Linked DNA regions of Mus musculus: region 2 is linked to region 1. A link is a contact called in public Hi-C data. All regions are on one chromosome and are shown on one strand. The core of a region is the stretch at or near the end of the contact, and the rest is flanking DNA. Distances in the headings are between cores, read along the strand shown. Region 1 holds the start of Phactr1 (phosphatase and actin regulator 1). Region 2 overlaps Phactr1 (phosphatase and actin regulator 1).

What was found. Hi-C and Micro-C count contacts between places; a contact is called where the count stands out from the background.
Region 2: a Hi-C map of forebrain shows a contact between it and region 1, with 2.3 times the contacts expected there. The contact joins the enhancer-like site here to the promoter of Phactr1 in region 1. A contact is called at or near these places in 13 of 39 promoter capture datasets (the 3T3-L1 cell line, cranial neural crest, embryonic stem cells and 8 more), 9 of 484 Hi-C or Micro-C datasets (brain, cerebral cortex, cortical neurons and 3 more), 5 of 115 datasets of contacts at active chromatin or transcription factors (a beta-TC-6 cell line, embryonic basal ganglia, embryonic forebrain and 2 more) and 4 of 9 other capture datasets (adipose tissue, embryonic stem cells, liver and 1 more).

Annotation. Positions count from the first base shown.
Region 1 is chr13:42,678,845-42,682,344 of GRCm38.p6, reverse strand. Phactr1 (phosphatase and actin regulator 1) reads right to left here and starts at 1,546. Exons shown (of 14, transcript NM_001302635.1): 1 at 1,419-1,546.
Region 2 is chr13:42,757,835-42,761,334 of GRCm38.p6, reverse strand. All of the region lies in intron 3 of Phactr1 (phosphatase and actin regulator 1), which reads right to left. Among named protein-coding and RNA genes, the nearest start is that of Phactr1, 79 kb to the right of the region's middle. Within about 2 kb of position 1,989, at least 12 of the 459 cell types and tissues checked have an H3K27ac peak or open chromatin away from gene starts, as enhancers often do. A contact at or near this core is called in cerebral cortex, forebrain and second pharyngeal arch cranial neural crest, where this site is marked.

The DNA.
Region 1 (3,500 bases), core at 297-2,796:
AGTTTTTAAAAGTCTGCCCGATAAAAGGCATTGGAAAGTATCACCCTACCTGCAAGTTGCTCTTCAATTGATCCAGGGGTGTCTGGTGTCCCCTCTAGTAGAAAGCATCCCCTGGGAATCCGATCCTCCTCTCATAGACACTTTGCAATATAGGCTGGCTTGTTTGCTGTACAAGTGCCTTGAATTCCTTAGTCTTCAGCCATTCCCTTCAGCACATTCTATACAGTGCTACTGGCTCATCTGCCCATGCCCGGTATAGGCTGTTTTTGATACAGAACCGTGGTTCGTGCAGCAGCGGCAAACATCACAGCCTTGCCGTGTTTCCTATAGCATGCACTAGCCTGGCATGAAAACCAGCCAGCCCCTTCTCACGGAGCCCATGCAGTTACCCCTGATACTGGCACAGAAGATCTATCTCTATTTCTGCACTATTATATTTCAAAGGAGGAACAAGAGGAAGTCTTTAAAAATCAGATTCTGAAGGCTAAAGCAATCACTTGCTTCCTAAGTCTGCACACTCTCATCTGAGAAACCAAGTCTGATAAGAGGAAACTTTAAAAAAAAAAAATAGCCAAAGGTACCCCAACAGCAAAGAATACTTACTGTAAAAACATGTAAAACCAAGGGCCGTCGATAGAACAAATGAGCAGTTTCAACCAGCTGCCTTCGATCTTATTAAATATTCCCAGCGAAAGTAAACAGTTTTGATTATCTGATTAGATCAGTGATGAATAATGTATTCTGTCCACTGGACTTTCTCTATCAGATAAAATGGCCAGAACAGGTTACCTTAGCAACCGAAGGTGACGCCAGTTCCAGCCTCTCCACGCCCTCCTCTGCGAAGGAAGGAAATTACCACTTTCCCATGTAAAACTTTGGCAGGGAACCATCAAAATCTACATGAAGATTTTGCATCATCCAGGGCCATTCACAGTCTACTCTCCCACCTCTTAAAGCGGAGATCTCACCGGTTATTTAAAAATCAGAATTTCTGCTTTAATAATCTATTTTTGCGATCTCAAATCCCAGTCTGCTTTGCAGTAAGAACAAAATACATGGTAAATGATTAAACAGTGGGGAGGTCTGTAGTGTTTAGACCATGTTGGAGCACCTGTCTCTATCTTTCTGCTGAATGGGGTAGGGTGATGGAGAAAGGCTATTTAACTGGCAATATAGTATGTTCAGTGAACATTCCCATTATAATTAATACACAAAAACAGTCACCGGCACCTAGGCTGAAAATAACTCTTTCCTTCTGTCCCTAGAAACAGCTTAAAAGCTGTCTGAAATTTCCCATATTTTGAAAGCCGCATTATAACGCAGACCCTCTGGGAGACAACCCCTACCTAGCCCACCCAAGGCAACACAGCCAGAAAGACGCACGAAGGGAAGAATTCTCAAAGTTAGGGGATACTCACCAGCACTTGTGCCCCCTTCAACAGGACGCTGTCAGTGAGCGGCGGGCAAGCTGAGCAGGGCTGCTGAGCCTGTGAGCCCAAATGAACAGCTTCTAATTTTCCCTTCAATCTCCAGTCAAGAGCACTGGGTGGAGGGGAATGATGGATCTGTCGGGTTTTATATTGTGATGAAATGCCCCCTCCCCCCAAAGCCGGGATCTAAGTGGGGCCGCTCTTTAGAACGCATTAGCCTGCTAATTTAAGAAAATTGAAAGGTTTTGTTTTACCGTCTTTTATGTGTTCTTTTCTGCTACCCCCTCAATTTAATTTGCATTTAAAATGATTCTCCTGTCTCCTAGGCTCTCCAAGGTGTGGAGTACTTGCTAATCCTGAAGGCTGCTCCTGGTAGGATAGGGTTTGGTGCCCTGCCATTTCCTTCTGAGCTGCCAAACAAGGTGGGCAATTAAAAGTGCGAGCTACATTCTGGAGAGAAATACAGAAGGCTTTCACTCTCCCTCTTTTTGTCTGTGCATGGTCAGATCTTCAAAATGCCCAAATGCTCTCTTCTTTCCTGAATGCAACAGATTTATTATCTCCACAGCAAAAAAGATGCTTTGGTTGTGTCCCTCACATTAGCCTGGTATGAGATCCTCTTACTGCTCCCCAGGAAGGACTTGTAAGCATGAGACTTTGAGATATGTTCTTAAAGCTGTAATGTTAATCCAGCCATGCCCCCGTATGTGTTTTCTGTAACCTTCTTCCACCTTGTATGGACCAAGCAGAAGTGATGATTAGTACAGGGTAGTGGGTAGCATCAGGATAGGATGTTAATACAAGAGAAGCCATGCTTGCTTGCAAGGACTTGGAAGGAAGATCAGACTCCTCTTGCCCATGTCCATAGCTCAGCCAGAGGACAAGTGCTAGAGAGTGACTGACAACTGACTTTGAAAATTGTCCTTTCCTTTCCCATTCTACCTTGCCTTTGGTGGGTTAAGGGGTTGTCTCCGAAAAGAGAAATCAGGGAATGCCTTGCTGACTATCTTGTGGGTCAATAATAGGGTGGGCTCTCCCCTTCCATCAGAGAAAACCGGGTACCAAGTTAGTGCTATAGAGAGATCAGCCTCGTGGGAGACCTAAATGTAATGATCAATCAGAAAGGCCTTGTAGAGAAGGCAGCTTGGTCTCTGAATGTGCAAAGCTTTGCTCAGACCCCAGGCCTTTGAGCTTTAAGGTTGCATTGCTATTCAGCCCTCAATAGAGACAGGTGAACACTTGACATTTACAAGAAGAGAAAGCTGTCTTCTGGTTCTTTTCACTTACAGTAGGGTGTGGGCGACAGGTTCTAACCCTCTATTGTGCTTCTACTGGAATTATAATGACTCATAGGTGACAGAGAGAGACACAGGGGGAGGGGGAGTGGAGAGAGAAAGGAGAGAAACAGAGAGAAAGGGGAGAAAGGGAGATTAAGTTGAAAAACATCAGATACTCTGTTAAGTGCAAATGAGCCTGGGATGGAAGATGATGCTAAATAGGACATTTGAAAAATAGATTGTGTTCCTGGAACTGAGAGTGGGTTTGGAATTCAATAATTTCTGGAGTCCTGACCAAGGAAAGGAAACTTGAGTTGCTTTATAAAATGCTGGGGCTGGGGAGATGATTCCGTGGGTAGAGCGCTTGCTGTGCAAGCATTCGGACCCCGAGGTTGAATCATCAGTGTCTTCATAAAAGTCAGATAGGCTAAGGCATGTCTGGAGTGCCAGTGTTCCTAAAGTGAGATGTAAAGTGGAGGAGACATGAGACTCCCTGGACTCTGTAGAGCAGCTAGCCTGGTACACACAGCAGCAAATGACAAAAGGACCCTGCTTCAAACTTCGCCTGGAGTTGTCTCTTAGCCCCCATTTATATTCTCTCTCTCACTCTCTCTCTTTCTCTCTCTCTCTCTTCATCTCTCCTTCCCTCCCAAGTAATGAAAGCGATGTGAAAAGGCTATGATTTTTCTTAAATGGTAAGATTTTAACTTTTAAAAAGCAATGATTTGGGAAGGAAAAGACATTCACAAAAGGGACTTCATTTTACAAAATAATCATTATATTTTCAAAGTAT
Region 2 (3,500 bases), core at 740-3,239, 79 kb before region 1:
ATAACACCGAGCGATAGAGGGGTGGGTACCTTGAGACTGCAGGAATATGAGACAACATTCAAAGGTATACAGGCATTTCACACTTCCAAAAGAGGCCAAAAAGGGGACTGTCAATGACTTAAAGCACCATGCGCTCAAGCAAACCGGATTATTTAAGAAGAAATTTATTTCAAAGGGAAGTGGAAATGTTTTGGCACCTAAACAGTATTGTTAACTACATCCCCTGTAACGTGTTAAGTGATGAATTCCAAGTGTGATGTTTTCAAGAGCAAAGATGAGTCATTGCCTTCGTGAGAAGAATTTCTAACTGAACTAACAAGATAACTTGATAGGTTTGGGCTCCAAACTTATATATATATATTCTTAAAAGGCAAATCCTAACCCACATAATAACTCAGAAGTCAATCCATTCGCAGTATGTTGAGGATCAGTGAACGGGGTGGGTCTGAGCATCGTATAAAGTAGTGACCTGCTATTCTCCAACAGTTTTGTAGGGATCTCATTCAGGGATAGATTGGCATGAATTAATTCTTGTCCATCTTGGGAATTCTTGTTTTCATACACGTAGGGTGCCAGTGTAGGGGACTTTTTATATCAAAGATTCATTTTGTAATGGCACCATTCATCATATTCCTAATTAGATTTTCATAAAGTACTCCCTCTTAGGCAGTTAAAGGCAAGCGTGAAGTTTCCTCATTCCTTTTAGGATAGATAGGGCTTGGCACATTACAAGCAAGACAAAACACACACGAAGAGCTTAAGAAAGCTTCTGAGACCTGAGAGGTTCCAAGCCATTTAAGTCAATACTAAAAGGTCACCTAGAAACCACTAAGACACAAGTTGGGGTTTTCTACCTTAACATCTAGCTAATTAGACAACCCAGGCTGGAGATGGATCAATGAGCATCTATTTGGTTTGAAACTGAACAAGGAAAAGAAGTCTGCAACTAGATAATAATCATGGGTAGTGTTGCCCTCTGTCAGGAAATGAACGTACTCTGTGTCTAGCCATATGGAGATTAGATAATCTATCCAGAGTGCTGCCCCCACGTACTTGCCTTTGGGAACTACTGATGAATTATAGAAGAAGAACCCCTAGAAGTCCTTCGTGGAGGAAGAACTGATGACTTACGCCATTCTTCAGAGACGACCTTTCTGAAGAGATCGAAGTGCAGGTTCTGAAAATGGAGCCTTTTGTCCTTCAGGATCACTTGTCCCAGTCTAGAATGACTTGGTCACCACACAAGTTGTCACACCTGAAAAGGGCTGTTACTGGCACAGAGGACCAGAGATGGCAGCGCTGCCTAATTACCTGCAGAGCACAGGACCGTCAGGTCTTCCAATAAATAACTATCCTGCCCTAAATATAACTAGTACCAAAGTTGAGAAGTAGTATGGTATTTTTTAGGATGAGGAGGCAGTAATAGTTTTCCTGTTCCTGTTTCTTAAGACATACTTTACTGAAGACATTTTAAGAACACAAGATGTTGGAATGGAATATCTCTCTCTCACTGAACATGACCTAGTAAAGATCCCAAGGTGGAAAACGCAGAGTTTAATCATGGGGGGAGCTTGAGAGTGACATCACTCAGATACATCTTCATCATCTTTAAGCTTCTGTTTGCCTTCAGTGGCTCTGTCTGCTTTGAAATGTTTTCCTTCATGTATCCCATCTGCCCTTCCTCCTCCTTCAAGGGGACAAGTGGTGGGCCCCAACAGAGTTAATGATTCTTGAAGGGTGGGGCAGTAACATTGTGCCACCCTGCCTCCCACCATTGGCCTCCTATCAGGGCTCATAGCTGGATTAGCCTGCGTGCTTGGTGCAAAGGGGCTAGAGCTCTGTACATCATCAGGTTTGGGAGTGGCAGCCCGTCCACCTTTCAAACAAGCTAGCGCAGAGAAGTCTTACAAGAACGGGACCACATAGAAGCTACACTCATCTGTGCAGAGTAAGAGATGGCAGCATGCCAACAAATAGGCTACACACACAAGCTGGGGAAGAGTGCGCTAATTTGGGCAGCTTGACATTTTCATACCCAGGCTTCCTTCTTGTACTCTGTGGTGATGTGTCTCTTCTTATATAGCCATATACATAAACCTGCCTATTTTCCCATCCCACTCATCTGAGAACAGAGAGTGAATTGTATTAATTTTCTTTCAAAGCAGACGATCAAAACTCAAAGCTTTTGATTACCTTCAAACTGGAATAGAAATGATCTTGGGGGCCAAAGGGCATTGCCCTGGAAAGACTGTCACCACCCCCTGAATATGAAGCTGTGATCAATCCTTGTGTCCTTAACTTTCCAATACTATATAATTCATCAGTCCTGAGACCCTCAGTTCTAATCAGCACTGCGGCCCTTAAAAACTCAGAACACATCCCATAATGGAAGCAACGAAGAAAGCGCTATGCCAGAGTTTAATTGGTTTTGCGTTCTCTGATGGCAGTTAAAACCATGGTACAGTTTCTCCTTGATGACATTTCAGATTCAACGAGATAAAAGCAGATGCTTTTCCAGTTTCTAAACTCAGTCTGATCAGGCAGGTCATCTCTAATTGGTTCTTTTAAAAAATGCATGTACACACATCAGCTCTTTCTCTCTCTTTTTAAACTTGTTCCTATTTTTGCCCAATTATATATTCCATTTACGAGCACATAAAAATGATTAATTTTGAGCGTGGCTTGGCTTTTTGTTCTCCAGACTGTTCTTTTCTTTTTACTTTCACACTATCAGGAATTGCTAATGACGACTCCGGCTTATGAGGGCTAAACGTCTTTATTTATTTTAATAAGTTTTGGGGCTGAGAATAAAAGCCAAGGTTCAAATCAAATCGGTGTCTTTGGCATTAACTGCCTTTACAAGCTTGATAGCAGTTACTTGAGTTAATCTACTTTAATATATAGTTCAATTTCCCTACAATCCAAAGGTCTGTGCAGAACGAAATTATCATACCAGAACCCAGGAAATATATTTTCTGGATGTAATTATGTAAATTTGAATTCAGTGGTGCTGTGCACAGTGGTGTTAATAGTGCCCACGGGCTATCAGATGATGGCAGCTGCCAACACTTTGTTCAGTTATGTCTCAGGACAGGAGTCAACTCCTGACCTGGGTAAGCTAAGATTCTAACTGACAGGCTGTAACAGGATCCTCTCCTCCTACTCCAGGATTCCAGGGAGGAGACAAGACAGGGATTTCTTGGGTCAGTGAAGCCCTGTTAAGCACTTCTCATTTGCAAGCAGATTTTCTTGCTTTTTTACCTCGAGTTTCCTTAGTTTAATTTAGTCTCATTAATTCCAACCAAAGCTCCAGATGATCGCCGAGATGCCACACTGCCTCAGCATCCCAGGATTCTGCTAAATGCTTCCTGCCTGAACTTCCAAAGATGTCTCAGCTTCTTCCTTGCAATTAATTCCTCCTCCTGCTGTCCCCGCCCTGGCATAGCTGTCAGCCGAGCAGCGAGGAACTTCTGTTCTTTTTTTTTATTTTTATCCGGATG